Regions from separate parts of the Muntiacus reevesi genome. Here region 2 is linked to region 1. A link is a contact called in public Hi-C data. All regions are on one chromosome and are shown on one strand. Each heading gives the region's core, a stretch centred on a gene start, on an enhancer-like site or on the middle of the called end of the contact. The rest is flanking DNA. Distances are from core to core; before and after follow the strand shown.

Evidence for each region. Hi-C and Micro-C count contacts between places; a contact is called where the count stands out from the background.
Region 2: a contact with region 1 is called in a Hi-C map of muscle, with 4 times the contacts expected there. The contact joins the promoter of BTBD10 here to the promoter of BMAL1 in region 1. A contact is called at or near these places in 2 of 3 Hi-C or Micro-C datasets (blood and muscle).

What each region holds. Positions count from the first base shown.
Region 1 is chr9:52,867,741-52,871,976 of mMunRee1.1, reverse strand. BMAL1 (basic helix-loop-helix ARNT like 1) reads right to left here and starts at 2,613. Exons shown (of 20, transcript XM_065943839.1): 1 at 2,485-2,613.
Region 2 is chr9:53,045,434-53,049,944 of mMunRee1.1, reverse strand. BTBD10 (BTB domain containing 10) reads left to right here and starts at 2,013. Exons shown (of 8, transcript XM_065943843.1): 1 at 2,013-2,175.

The DNA.
Region 1 (4,236 bases), core at 1,364-3,863:
ATAAATGGCATATAGATCATTGGTATGAAGTGATAAATCTGAAAGTAGGGACACTTCCTTTTCCTCTCTTTGGTAGGAAAAGCTCTTCTGCAAATAGCTGACAAACTCCTGAATAGTCATCATTTTATAAATCATTTGAAATGGATTCTTTAAAACACCATCTGTTGATCTGTTTAAGTTTCCTATGAAAAATAGGACGTCAGCTCAGATATTCTGGAGGTTCCAGCAGGTAAATACCAACCCGAATTCAGTCGTATTAAATATTTAGAGAAACACAGAACTCTAGAGCAGAAGGAACTGTTGAGATCACCTCGTTCTCCTGCCTTACTTTCCATCTGAGGCAAGTAGAACCCAGAAGGGTTCTGTGACTTGTCCCAAGTGGCACAGCCATAAAAACCCAAGTCGGGCTGGAACCAGGAGATTCTAACTCTCAGGCTAGCACTCTTCCACCACCTCTGCTCTTTTCTCTCTACCTCTTTCTAAACCTTAGGGGTTAGAACAAGGTATACATTTAACTATAGTTTTAACCTATTTATATTATTCACCAGCTACATCTACAATCAAAACAAAAAAATACGTCTACAGATTCAGCTTTAGATATACAGGCAATTTCAAATCCTGCCCGGGAAATTTTAAAGCCTTCCAAATACGTTCAACAAAGTGCTTTAAAGACTTAGCAATAAAGTGAACTCAGTAATAGATCATGGAGTGAAAGACTGAACTTTGCATTAAGAAAACATTTTGGAGTTTCATTGATATGGAAATCGAATTTAACAGCAGTGATTTTTTTTTTTCTTCTTTTTTTAAGCCTTGCAAGCACGGAGAGCATGAGATTATTCAAAACTGCTCTGGAGCAGCAAAGATTATTTTAAGCTCATGATTCAACCAGCACATTAATTAAAAACTCTACCAACCCAAATTGACAGATCCTGATATCAATGGATAAGAAGAATTAAAATAATAGTTGTCACATAAAAATAGATTAAAAGAGGGAACAGCAGCGGATGTCAGAAGGACAAATGACAAGCAATTGTTGTGGGAAACTAGATGCAACTAATGGGCAGCTTTTATGGATTTTTTTTTTTTTAAACGAAGATCCTGGAAATACACGTACAGTCAAGAAACGCTTCTTTGAATCTTGTTTCTGGAAGCTAAGTGATAAAACTTGGCTAATAATTCCTTGCCGAGGAGTAGCTATGCAAGCAGGGAGAAGAGACCACTACCGCGAAAAGAAACAAAACAAGGCTAGGTGATCGGAAGGGGCCAAAGCAGAGGAGGGAACAGGGGACTGAGAAACGTGAGTTGAGGGGGCACAGCCTGGTACTCCACCGGCCAGCACCAACTTGACAACAGACGCCTCTGGCCAGTACAACCTTTCCTTTCCCCGCGTCTGCCCTCGGCTCTGCAGCCGGCTCCCACGACCCCTCGGGGTGACTGACTCGAGCCCCACCAGGTCTGCATTAATTTCTATTCTTCCACTTATTCCTCCGAGCAAACGAGAGCTCTCTAGGCTGTCAACGCCCGACAGTCGCGAGCGGGAAGCTTTTTCTGTGACATCTGTCAAATCCGGTGCTAAAGCCTGCCTCGCTGCGCCGTCCGCGGGTCTCCAGGACTCCAGGGCGGCCGGCGGACCCACACCTGGGCGCCGGGTGACATTCCCCCTGTCGTGGAGCACCTGCTCGCAGACCCAGGGGATCTTCCTCGGGCTGCCCAGGACCCAGACGGCGCAGGCCGGACCGAAGTTCGCATACTGGGGTCGGCCGCATCCCCGGGCCGGGAATACCCAGGTGCAGCCCCAGCACCCGTGAAAGGGCCAAAGGGGTAGAGGGTGGCTCGGACTCCCCAAGCCCGACGTAGACGCCCTCCCCGCCCCCACCCACCCCTGCAGGCTCCCGAAAGGAAAGTAGAAGGGAGAAGGAGGAAGGGCAGAAGCCGCATCTCTAGCCCAACGCCCTTGGAGCGCAGCCGTCAAGGATGGTCCCCTCGGGGGTCCCTGAACCTTCCGGGGATACATCCTAGGACTAGCCCTCAGCCGGGTCACTGATCCCAAAGGGTGGAGCTGTCCCTTTAAGAGGCAGCTGGCTGCTCCTGCCACCACCACCACCACCACCCCCACCCCACCCCCCGCTTCAGGTAGCGATGCCCGCGGAGGGGAGACGGGTATTTCCGCGGACCCTTTCCCGGTCCCTTTAAGGGTGCCTTCGGCACCTCTGCCCGTTCTAGTCCGCAGCGCCAGCCCCCGCGAGGGAGGATGGGGGCGGACAAGCGCGGCGCCTTTAAGGGGCGCAGCCTCCCCGCGGCCCGGGTGGGGGCAGGGAGCGGGCACGGGCCCTTTAAGGCCGGCAGCGGGCACGTCGGGCAGGGCTCCCCGGCGGCCGGGCTGCGCCCCGGGCGGCGGCGGGGGCTTTGAGCCTACCAGGGTGCTAACGGCCCCGACGGGGTGCCCGCGGCCGCACCGCTGGCTGCGGCCAGCCCGACACTCACCGTGGCTCGCCGGGAGCGCCCGCGCCCGCGCCCCCACTCGGATCCCGCGGCGGCGGCGGCGGTGAGTCCGGCGCGGGTAAACAGGCACCTCAGTCCCTGACCTACTTTCTGCCTTCCCTAAATGTCGCACCACTAACCTACTTTCCGACCAATCCGCTCCCCGCCGGCCCAGGCCCGGCCCCCCGCCCACCAATCGCTGTGCCCAACCCCCCTTCCCCGCCCACCAATGGAGGAGTCGCGGAGCCCGGATACCTGCCTCTTCCCTCCAACCAATCCTAGCGCCCGAAGAGAGACGGTCTCGGCGGCTGCCCCCGGCCAATCCGCGCGCGGCTCGGCGGCCTGATAGCCAGTCGTGTGGCAGCAAGAGAGGCCGCTGACCAATGGCGAGGCAGCGAGGGCCGGTTTACCTGCTACTTTCCCGCCACCAATCGCTTGGCGCACAGAAGCACACGCCCCAAGGAGAGGACCAATGGACGCGTTTTCCCTGGATTTCCTCGCCCGTCCTCTCTCTATCCCCTGCTCTCCCGTTAGCCTTGGCCACTGCGGGTCCAGACGCCGCACTCTTTGCAGTCGCCTGGGATGTCCTTCTCTAGGTTCCTGACTTGCTTCTGGGTCACGGCTCTCACTCCTCCTCCTTGCCCTTTTTCACTCGGGGCATCCTGACTAAAGCAACATTTCCTCGTTCCCCTACCTCCAACTCCATCTAGGAAACCAGTTTTAGGAACATAGAGTGCCAGACCCTTCCCAAAACATCCTGGTTTGCCAAAGTCCAAACGAAGAAGAAATACTTGGTATTTCTAGAAGGTTTTCCCATTCAAGTGTTCTTACGTTCTTTTCGTTCGTCCTGACCTCCAAGCATCCGATTGGAGCTGTCTTTTTTGTTCAAAAGAGAAAACTCTAGCCTGGAGCGATTCCAGTGCTTTTCCTTTCAGTGGCCGCACTACTGTGTGGCAGACAACTTCCCAGTGGCTGTTTCTACCGTAGAAAAGCTGTCCAAGGACTGAGACGGAAGGAAACAAATAGTTGTAGAAAACAAACGTTTCGTAACAAGATACAACTTGAGTACTGAGAGGACAAAGAATCTTATTTTTGCATCTCAAGCCCTTAACAGAGGGCCTTTAACACAAAGAGTTCCCTACCCTTTTAGATGTTAAACTCCCTAAATGAAGGGACCTCATCTTCTTTTTTGTTATAGTCACCCTCTCACCTTTAGCACCTAGCTGTGAGTGAGATGGAGGGATGGGGGAAGTGCCTGATTCCTAGCATGTTTGTTGACTGCATATGGCAACAAATTAGCTCAATCTTGTGACCCAGACTACTCTCTAAGACACTAGATTTCTTGCCTTGTTCATCGAACACAGAAACTGCATTTTAAATATTGTAAAACCGTAGCCTGTCCTCAGTTCACTGCCAGGCATATGGTGGTTGTCCAGTATATGCTTATGGTCTGAATGGTGACCATTTGCAAGGTTAACCAACTTCATCAGTGCCTTACTACTTTTCTGAAGTTTAACTGCAGGTGGAATTTGATTGCTGTTTACTTTCTCTCTGCCCTGATTTCATGAGGTGACCACACTATGTAAGTGGGATTTTAGCAATATACTTAACAAGATGTTGTGGACATGATGAGGAACTATAAATCTAGATTCTAATGTAATTAGTTGGATAAGAAACTTGTTAAGTAACCATTACCTAAAGATGCTGATTAATGAACCCTTGTCCACCTGAAGGAAGAGTGGGGGTGTAGACATT
Region 2 (4,511 bases), core at 764-3,263, 180 kb before region 1:
ATTGGCAGGCAAATTCTTTAACCTGCTGTGCCACCTGGAAGGTTGGATAATATGAAAATAATGTCTAAAGGGAGATTGGCAGAAATACTATAGTAGAATATCAGAGTCTCTCTTTAGGAAATAAAAAGTGAAAACTGTTCAGTCATGTCCAACTCTTTGTGACCCCATGAACTGTAAGCCTATCGGGCTCCTCTGTCCATGAAATTCTCCAGGCAAGAATATTGGAGTGGGCAGCCATTTTGTTCTCCAGGGTATCTTCCTGACCCAGGGATCCCACCCAAGGATCTAACCCAGGTCTCCTACACTGCAGGCAGATTGATTATCATCTGAGCCACCAAGGAAGCCCCCTTTAGGCAATGATAGCTTTTATTTTGATACAGGGAAATAATTCCTGTTTGACAGATCTCCCGAAGCTTAACTTGGATTGTAGAATTTCTTGATTTTGTCTTACAGAAGAAAGCCATTATAATACATAAAGGTCAATGGGGGTGTTTGTGGTTGTTTTGTTGCCTGAGGGTTTTCTTGAAGTTTCTCCATGAGATATACCTGTATTACAAAACTATTAGATTTTCTTTCTAAGAAATCTTCAAAGACTTCCACATTAGCAAAATGTGGCAATGATAATTTGGTGTACTATGACAATAACCTGTTTCCCTGGTGGCTCAGATGGTAAAGAATCTGCCTGCAATGCAGGAGACTGGGGTTCCATCCCTGGGTTGGGAAGATCTCCTGGAGTAGGGAATGGCTACCCACTCCAGTATTCTTTCCTGGAGAATTCCATGGACAGAGGAGCCTGGAAAGCCACAATTCATGGGGTCCCAAAGAGTGGGACATGACTGGGAGACTAACACAACTATGACAGTAACCTGTTTCCCTTAGGTCTCTCATATGTAGGTGGCCTGAGATGTGGACGAGGATGTTCACTATTCTCTACTGTACAGTCAACTGCTCATCTCCATGAACACTCGTTTGAAAAAACATTTTGGTTATCACATGTAGGAGTTACGGAGTTTTATCTTCCCAACTAAAAGTGATTAACAGATTTTCAACAAAGTTCTTTCTGCAAAATCTGTTTTCATAGCAAATTACTCAAACCCGGTCCTCTCCCTCTTCGCTTCCTCTGGGGAACAAATGCTCCTCCCACTATTCTCAAAACTGGGGAACTCTTACCTATCCTTTAAGATTCAGCTCAAATGTCATTCCCTGGTGATTTCCTCAACATGGCAGGCCAAGTCGGTTCCTTCCTGTCACAGCTTATAACTTGGCCTTTACCACAGTGCAACAGGATTATCTGTTTCAGGGTGGGTCTCGCTCCCAGGGCCTGAGCTTTGAGATCGGAGACCTGTTTTCTTTTTTTCCATTTGTGTAGTCCAGCATGTGACAGACAGTAAAGATGAGTGACCGAAACCCTACGATTGGCAATCTTCTGCCGCTAGGAGTAGTATCCCATCCACGTTGCTATCGATGTTCCACAGAGGCCCAGCTGCACAAGTTCCAGCTGGTACACGGGTTCCCGCTTACCCACAGTTTAAAAACAAACAGCTGCGGATGATAGGAAATAGAGGATGACTCTGACGAAAACCGCTTTTCCTGAACTCAGACCGGCTAATAGTCGCCAGCTGAGCCGGCAGAGCGAGTTCAGAGTTCACCCAGTTGAGGAAAAGGCTTTCCTTGAGTAAACTCAGCGTCTTTAAGGTATTCCTCTAACTCTGGGACGTCCGCTTTTTTCTAACGGTAACAAGAAATCAAGAGAAAATGTGGTATTCAAAGATTTGGAGGTGACAGCTCGCAGCCGCTCAGGCTCGAGGATCGCAGTAGATTCCAAGCTGACGTCTGTGGACACAAGCGCTTCCCATTTTGTGGCACCCGCCCCGAGGCTGAACGCCCACCCCAGGCTGCCACTCCCTCAACCGCCAGCACCCTCTGCGCCCCGCCCAACTACTGGGCGGAGAGGCTCCATTCTCGCGACGACTCAGCTAATCTCGCCTCTTCGATCTGAGGGATCTCGCGAGAAGCAGCCTGGAGCCGGCCTGTAAACCTGCTGGGGCGGCTTTAGTAGCCGCAGCCGCTCGGGCGGCCGCAGCCACAGACACCTCTCTGGAGGAATCTAGTTGGGGAGGAAGCCGAGGTGTCGCTGGCCCTGGCCTGTGCCTGGACACTCAAAAGGGATTCCAGGTTCGAGGGTGACTGGACTCAGTTGGGGAACTCGCTGGGGGCGGCCCCGGAGCCTGGGCTTGGTGGGGGCGAAGGAGGAAGGGGGCGGAGGGCGAATCTGGGCTTGAGAGCTCAACTGCTGTGGCGGTGGTCTGGGCGTCCCAGATCCTGGTGGAGGACGGTGGGTGGGGTTCTGGGCTCCGGCCGCTGGCTCCCAGTTCGGAGAGGCAGTGAAGGGACGTGGGTTTTTCGGGGGTGCTGTTTTTGGGTTGGAAGTTCTGAGGCCTTTCCCCAGAGATGAAGGCAATACCCTCAACCCTCTTTCCCAGGGCAGGGGAACCCTGTGCCCCGCCCCTTTTCAGTCATTCTGGGTTAACGCCGCGACATCCTGAGGAGGGCGCATCACAATAGGGGCTAAGTTGGCCCCAGTGACTCGCTTTGGGTGAAGAGGAGTGAGACCCTAATAAGGTGTTGCGTGGTTTTATGTTGTAACGATATCACGTGCGGTAAAGCTTTGTTTTCCCAAAATTTGCACAGAAAAGCTGCTTTTTTTTTTTTTCTTCAGATACAAGTTTCTTTTTTTTTTTCTTTTTTTAGATACAAGTTTGACACTCTTTATCCTCTTGAATGGGGTGCAGGGAGGTTGGACATCACGTAGTAACTTGTTAGTGTGGGGGCAGTGTGACCATCTTTGGACTGCACAGATTTCCTGCTAATTTTTCTCCTTAGTACTTTGAGTCCGTGATGAGAAGTCACTAGTACAGTCATGGTTAGAGCATCAGTCTCTTGTCACTTTATGCATTTAGCATATACAGTTTATTTATTTTTTACTCTTTAAGAGCCTTCATGCTTTTTATTTAAATGAATATCAGAGAAAACAGTATATTGATTTTCTTTGTCCAACTGGTATCCCCACCCCCTTAAACAAATTTGATCAAGACTTTTTGGAGAGGGGATTATAGATAAATTTTGAATGAAATAGACTGTAGAAATTGGAATAAGAGATATAATAAAGAGTGCAACTGTAAGGGCCAAAAAAGTTTCTATACTGGAGAACCCATCCAGGACTGAAGCCCAGGCTTTGAAAGTGAGGACTGTAGTCATTAAAATACAAGGCAGAAAGCCATAAAAATAACTTGGGAGAGGATTTGATAGTGGATAAAGACTATTAAAAAAGTGTGTGAGAGAATTGTTTTTGAAGATGTATATGTGTTTTCATAAATTTCTCTAATATTTCCCAGAGTTTATGGCGTAACTGCTATTGTTATACATAAAGAGAAAAGTGGGAAGGGAGGTTCTGAAGCTTGGAGTGTGACAAGGAACTGGAGTAACATAAGTTCAATCAGGAAAGCTTTCAGTGTCTTGACAATGTTTTTGAATTTTCACCTTTCTTTTTACTCCTAGAAAAACTTTCAGGTGGGCTTTTTACATTTTGTATGTTACCTTTCCACCAGTCTGAATTTTTTTCTTTCTCAACCTTTCTTCTAAATCTTGTAAAAAACCTTTTTTATTATTAACTATGAAGTTGCAAACCGATACATCCTGCTTTGTGGTTTGATACATTAGGTGACTTGTTGAAGTGATCTGGAAAATATGCATCTTTCAGCAAACTTACATGCTTCAGATACTAGGCATATGAAAATAAAAATGAGTGAAATACACCAGAGAGTTTATGCCTCATGTAAGAGGAATATCTAGTTCTCAGGTTCATTTTAATTAGTGCAATAATGAATATGGGCCCAGTCTTCAACCTTCTCAAGAGAACACAGGGAATCTAAATTTTTGCTTGCCATTCTCCTGACTTTTAAAAATATTGACAACTACTTGAAACAGTTAAAAATAACTTCATGTGGCTCAACCAAACCAAATCTGTCAGTTATTGTATCCTGCTCTCTAGGTTTGGAGCTCTGTTATAAGTAAAAATTAATAATTGTACAACTAAAAAAGATTTTAAAGCAAGTATGCCAATTAGTTTGCAGTTTCAAAACTAGAAGTACTTGGGGGGAAAATGTCAGTTCTAATTGAAAGCAGTTAAGTTTAGTAGCCTTTAAATGTGGTTGGGCAAATTGAACTGATGCTTAGTAATATTTTAAATAATTTAAATTTTTAAATAGTTAAAAAGATATTTTCTTGTGTGGAAATAAGAGAAGGGAAAAACTCTCAGTATATTGGTTTACTAACTCAGGGTTCTGAGCAAAGCGGATTTGTAGGTTTCTTGAATTTATATATTAAGAAGCTTTTTATTGTACTTGTGATTAATACATAAAATCTTGGAGACTCATGTGTGGTCTTGAATGTTTATTGTTTCTACCATTGCTTGTTGTCTTCCCAGCCTCTGACTTTTATTGGAAGCAATA